2 separate regions of the Mus musculus genome follow, and region 1 is linked to region 2. Evidence: chromatin contacts called from public capture Hi-C data. All regions are on one chromosome and are shown on one strand. The core of a region is the stretch at or near the end of the contact, and the rest is flanking DNA. Distances in the headings are between cores, read along the strand shown. Region 1 has its middle 200 kb from the start of Gm13470. Region 2 overlaps Zeb2 (zinc finger E-box binding homeobox 2).

Region 1 (2,759 bases), core at 245-2,744, 1.2 Mb before region 2:
GGTAGTAGGACAAATTGGCACAAATAGATAGCAGGTTAAGTAGGAGAATAGTAATTGTTTTCTCCAGTTGTATTAGCCCTGAAGAGCTAGGAAAGGCTAGAATTGATAAATGGCAGTATTATTTTGAATTTAAATTTCCGGATTTCCCACGGAATTTATGTGGTGATCAGGGAATCAGAAATATTGTTCATATTCCCAAATACTTCTTTAAGCAAAGACCTCTTTGACAACTTTCTCAAGTTTAAATTCAGTTATGGAAACCAACTGGAAAAAGGCTATTGACCTAAAAGTGTTCAGTGCAAAACTGTTTTCATGTTATATTAAAATATTTTAATGATTGGATGAGGAATCATAGGCATGGATCCACAAATTGGTATGACATGCATTCTTTATGATTTTCATTTGGAAATATCCAGGATGCCTTCAACTCTCACTGTGGCTTATCTTTGTAGTCCTACCAGATTGAATAGGATGTATCAAAATAAGGAAAAGTATTGTGCTCCACTAACCATTTAAACTCCAATTAATTCTCAGGACTGTAAATGACTTAAGAAAGCTCATTTGGCTCTATCTCACCAGGTTTTCTCAATACCTCTTCCTAGTTTCCATGATAGAGCTAAAGCAAAGATAGCCACTATTTTCAAAGAAACATAATTTGGAAAATGGGAACTAGATTTGGGCATAGAGAAGACAGAGTGTGAACAGTAGAAAGAAAATGACATAATGGCAATTAAGGACATTGTTTTTTACTGTAAAGTTTCAAAATACATTTTCAAAGTACAATATGATTTCTTTTAGTGATATATAGTCCTTAGCTTGTTGTTGTTTGGCCACTAAGTTATATCGAAACTACAAAATATTTACCATATTTTTCAGCTCTAGTAATACCTGTGGGAATGAATTACTAGATCACTAAGATAGATGAATGTGTGGTAGTAGATTTTCTAAAACAGAGCAAATAATTCTCATTTTAAACATTTAGTTATATAAATTGTGTTTGATGAGTGTTAAGATTGGGCAACACAATTGACATCCTTGCAATAAAACAGGATCTGCTTTATAATTTTTTTATAATCAGTTTTACAATCATGCAAGTTTGGTGATTGAATTCTGAAATGAGTAACAGTCTCGTTTATCTTCAACCTTTCTGACTACATGTGTTTAAGTTGAAACAAACAAAGAAATGAAATATAAAGCCAATTTTTAAAAAGTACATGATATGAGAGAAAGGACACAGAGGGCAGGCATTTTTTTTCCAGATTTTAGAAACCTCTAAAATCTCTGTGTCCTCCTCAAATGTACTTGAGTTACAACATTGGGTATTTTCTCTCCGTACCTTTGAACATTTGCCTTGTTAGTCATAAATTTGTTTGAGAAAAAATAAAATACATGTTTTAAAGCTATCTTCCTAATTTCGCAAGTAAAAAAGGAAGTAGCAGAAGGGCATTTTTCTTGGGTGACTAGACATTTGGGGAACAAACAGACTGTTCTAACAGACGAGCTAAAGGTCTGTCAACCAGAGAAGTGGGAGGTCCTCCCTCTTCTGCCTGCTGAAGGGAGAATATTGAAAGGAAGCCAGAATGCAAACTGATCAAGAAAAATACATAGACAAACTGCACAAGAAAATAAGATCTACACTAGAAACAACTATTGGAATCATTGAAATTATGTGTGAATGTTTACATAAACTTTTTATCATGATTCTTCTTGAGTGGATATCTCCTGAAGTTCCCTCAGCCTTTTCTTCCACCAATATCTGACCATAAACATGAACCAAGGTTTCTGATGGTCTATGAAGTCCTTCTGATTGCAGTGGCCACTCTATTACTCCATTGACTATAATCATGTATACTTACTGCACCAGGTGCCCTCTATACTCTTTCTGATTCAAGTTTAAACCCTCCAGGCAGTAGCTGTTTGATTCAGAACAAGTAATTGAAAATCTTTTAGTTTGCTTGTTCCTTTTATAAAAATCATCTACTAGAGAAACCTTCATTTATTTTTGTAAACTGTTAATGATGCCAAAAAAAGCAAACTATTCTAACGGACTTAAGGTACCATTACCTATATGGACAAAGTTGAAATGCTTGTGATTTAAGAAATACTTGCAAGCCTGGAGGCAGCTGAACAGTTGAGGTGCTTGCTGCCTGGCTTGACACTTGACGTCTCAGGACCCATGTGATAGAAGGAGAAATGATTCTTGCCTGATGCTAATGAGTCCACAAACATATTTTTGCTCCCTATTCATAGTAATTATTGCTGTTATAAGGTAGCGTTTTAGGCTTGCTTAAAGTGAGCGCTATATTATTTTTAAAAAAAGAAAAAGAAAATGCAAGCTTGTCAGGGCTGGGGTGAGCAGATGCCATGAATTACTAGGAAGTTGCACTTTATCCCGAGCTCTGTGCAGATGGAGGCATCAGCAAAGAGCAAAAGGCACGGACACATCCCTTTCATATATAGAATATATGGAGACCAGAAGGGTGTGGTGACTTACTTAGAATTGTGCAATCATTTCAGAGAAAGACATTGTTTGTGCAGAGAAAACACTCAGGAGCAGAGTGACTAAATCCTTTAAAAAAAATTGAAACACTTGAGGATCATAGTGTTGTTCAGAGAATTTCCTGTTGTTTCCATTATAAGTATAATTAAAGCTGCCTGCTCTTCTTAATTTTTTTTTCTTTTTAAGAAATAAGTTATCTCTACTAACTGGGTGGTCCTGCAGGCAATTTCATTGTTGAGTCCAACCAGAACCTGAAAAT
Region 2 (2,700 bases), core at 15-2,514:
AAGCTAATCTATTAGTACTTCAACGGCATTATCCCAAACAAGGAAACATGGTTTTCTTCATGCTGGAGGCAAGGCCAGGCCTTGTCCAGCTCTGTTGAGCAATATCCTCAACCAAAAAAAAAGGGGGGGGGAGAGGGGAATTTAAAAATAAATATCTAAATCCTGAAGGAACTATTAACTGAAACAGGAAAAAATAAGCAAAAGGAAAACTTAGGTAAGTTGCTTAGCATCCTGATGTCTATACCTCTGTAGAATCCATTTGGATTCTATGTTCAGATAAATTGAGAGATGAGACTGAATATGGTGGAAGGTAGTCACATAACTTTGAGTTTTAAAACATTTTTTTTCAGATTTATTTGTTCTTATTGTATGTGTATGAGTGTATGAATGTTTTACTTCCATGTATGTATGTGGACTACATGGTAGAGTTCAGAAGAGGGCATCAGAGCCCCTGGAACAATGGTTGTCAGCCACCAAGTAGATGCTGGAAACCAAACCCAAGTCCTCTGCCATAGCCACAAGTGGTCTTAACTGCTGAGCCATCACTTCAACCCAAACAGACAACGACAGACCACCAAGACATTAAAGGTTTTAAATTCTTCAAGCTAGATAAACACAGGTCCTGAAGCAACCATACAACTTGTCCCACTGACACACGTTGAGCCCTTGAGCAAGTTGCTGCCCATATGCCAGTCCTTAAGCCCAACTTCCTTCTCTTTCGACTGCAGTGGGGTCAGTTTGACTTGGCCTTCCTTCTCTCCTCCTTTCCTCTTCCCTTCCTGAAAAGCTGTTTCTGTAAAATCAAATGAGTAAGAAGATGGCATTCCTACACCACAGTCCTCTACGAAGAAGTTAGACATCCTGTTTTGACTTGAATTTATGCCTCAGAAGCAGAAGAGGGAACGGAATCAGGGATTATGTCCAGGTTACAACATCAGCTAATTTGACGGAAAGGTAGTTACATTTATTTTTTCATCTTTGTTTACTTATTTACAATAGTTTGTGCCTTTTGTAAGGATTGTTCTGGAGACAGAGAGAAAAAGAAATGTGATCTGTTCTCAGTCTCAGGAGATTAATGCACACATACAGTTCTTAGTATACATTCATAATGGGCTCAAACACAGAAAATGAGTTCTTTTTTTTTTTTTAAGACACACATGAGATTCCAAAAATGAGACAATCTTCAGGGAATGATAGTGTGTATCCTCCACGTGATTTCCCTGAGAGAGGTCCCTGCACTTCTTCTATGGGGAAGCTGTACTGGCCAGGGCTGCTATGAGGAACCCTGACTCATGGTGACTGTGACCATAGTGATTGAAAATAGACAGGAGGGAACTTCACAGTCAGGTGACTTCTTTCTAACTACAGCAAGTTCTCAGATCCCTGGGCTGGCCCAAGATGAGAGAGCAGTTAATAAGGAGAGCTTGGCACCCTGTGCCTCTGTCTGGTTGACACCCACGGGATTGAGAAATCTGCTAGTTTGCATACTGGTACAATGCTGGAGCTTAACCCCTGGCCACTGTATGGATGACAGGTGAGAGCCAGATTGAAGGCCAAAGGGGTTGCTTTTGATCTAGGAAGGCAGTGCCAGAGTTACCTCAGGGAAATCTGCTGTGTAACCCAACGAAATCTATTAGCTGATCAATTCTGAATATATACGCCAAGGATTTTTTTTTTAAATATCAAAAACGACCCATATTGAAGAATTTGCACAAATTCCCCATTTAAGTCAGTATTAACCATGATAGAAGCAATCAGGCCTGATCCTAGAAAGAAATTAGATCTTTCAAACCTGCCTAATTCCCACTGCAGTTGCTTGAGGAAAATTGAAATGAAAGAAGGGATTTATGATTTTTTTTTAAGCTCAAAAATCCCACATACTGATTTCTGACTAAGACCAGTACTGGCCAGGGCTGGAGCCGTCCTTCACCCGCACATTACTTCACTTACAGATTAAACTGTTGTTTCCTTTTCTCTTATACTACTACAGGCGAAATACCTAGGCAAATGCACTCTGCTAAAATAACTTTACGGTTGTGACACAGTTTGACAAAGGCAAAAGAAACTACGAGTCAGGGCTCAAACCCCATCCTCGGCCAGTTCCAACTGTGGAAAAGAAAATGCTTTAAAACAGAACAGCCTTGGAATAATCCCGAAGTTTTTGAGGCAGCCTCTGCACTGTCTAGTGTCTTGAACTTTGGGTTACATAAAAGAGTTGTAATATGTATGCTCACAGCAATGTGGTCATGGTTTTGTTAAGTGTTGCTTGCAAAAGACATTCCCTTGGTTTTACTTGTGTTTGTTTTTGCATGACTTGATTTCTTTTAAAGGTTCTGTAAATGTAGCTGAAGATAGTAACTTATTGGAAGTGAATAAGTTCCCTTGAAATATCCCTTAAGTAATAATAATGGCTTCCTTGGCTATAGTCACTTGATACTTATTGCTACTACAGAAGTGATATACAGAGGATAGTCTGTCTGTCTGTCTGTGTGTGTCTGTCTGTGTGTCTGTTGAAATAAAACCATTTTTACCCAAGTTCCATATTTACTACCTGTATGCAAATTATAAATCTAATAAAGAGGTCGTACATCATTTTTATTAAACCTATGTCCTCCACAAATAGTGTTTACATAGAAGAATATAAAGTTTATTCCCTCCTGGGAAACATTTTGAAAAAATATAAGTTGTATTTTGAGACTT

The links. Capture Hi-C pulls out chosen DNA fragments and counts their contacts.
Region 1: a contact with region 2 is called in a capture Hi-C map of bone marrow-derived macrophages, with 9 times the contacts expected there. The contact joins two enhancer-like sites. A contact is called at or near these places in 1 of 484 Hi-C or Micro-C datasets (adipose-derived mesenchymal stem cells), 2 of 115 datasets of contacts at active chromatin or transcription factors (bone marrow-derived macrophages and microglia) and 1 of 9 other capture datasets (bone marrow-derived macrophages).

What each region holds. Positions count from the first base shown.
Region 1 is chr2:46,244,621-46,247,379 of GRCm38.p6, reverse strand. No RefSeq gene overlaps it. Among named protein-coding and RNA genes, the nearest start is that of Gm13470, 200 kb to the left of the region's middle. Within about 2 kb of position 1,494, at least 25 of the 459 cell types and tissues checked have an H3K27ac peak or open chromatin away from gene starts, as enhancers often do. A contact at or near this core is called in bone marrow-derived macrophages, where this site is marked.
Region 2 is chr2:45,048,120-45,050,819 of GRCm38.p6, reverse strand. The region is part of intron 2 of Zeb2 (zinc finger E-box binding homeobox 2); the gene reads left to right. Among named protein-coding and RNA genes, the nearest start is that of Mir5129, 26 kb to the right of the region's middle. Within about 2 kb of position 1,264, at least 88 of the 459 cell types and tissues checked have an H3K27ac peak or open chromatin away from gene starts, as enhancers often do. A contact at or near this core is called in bone marrow-derived macrophages, where this site is marked.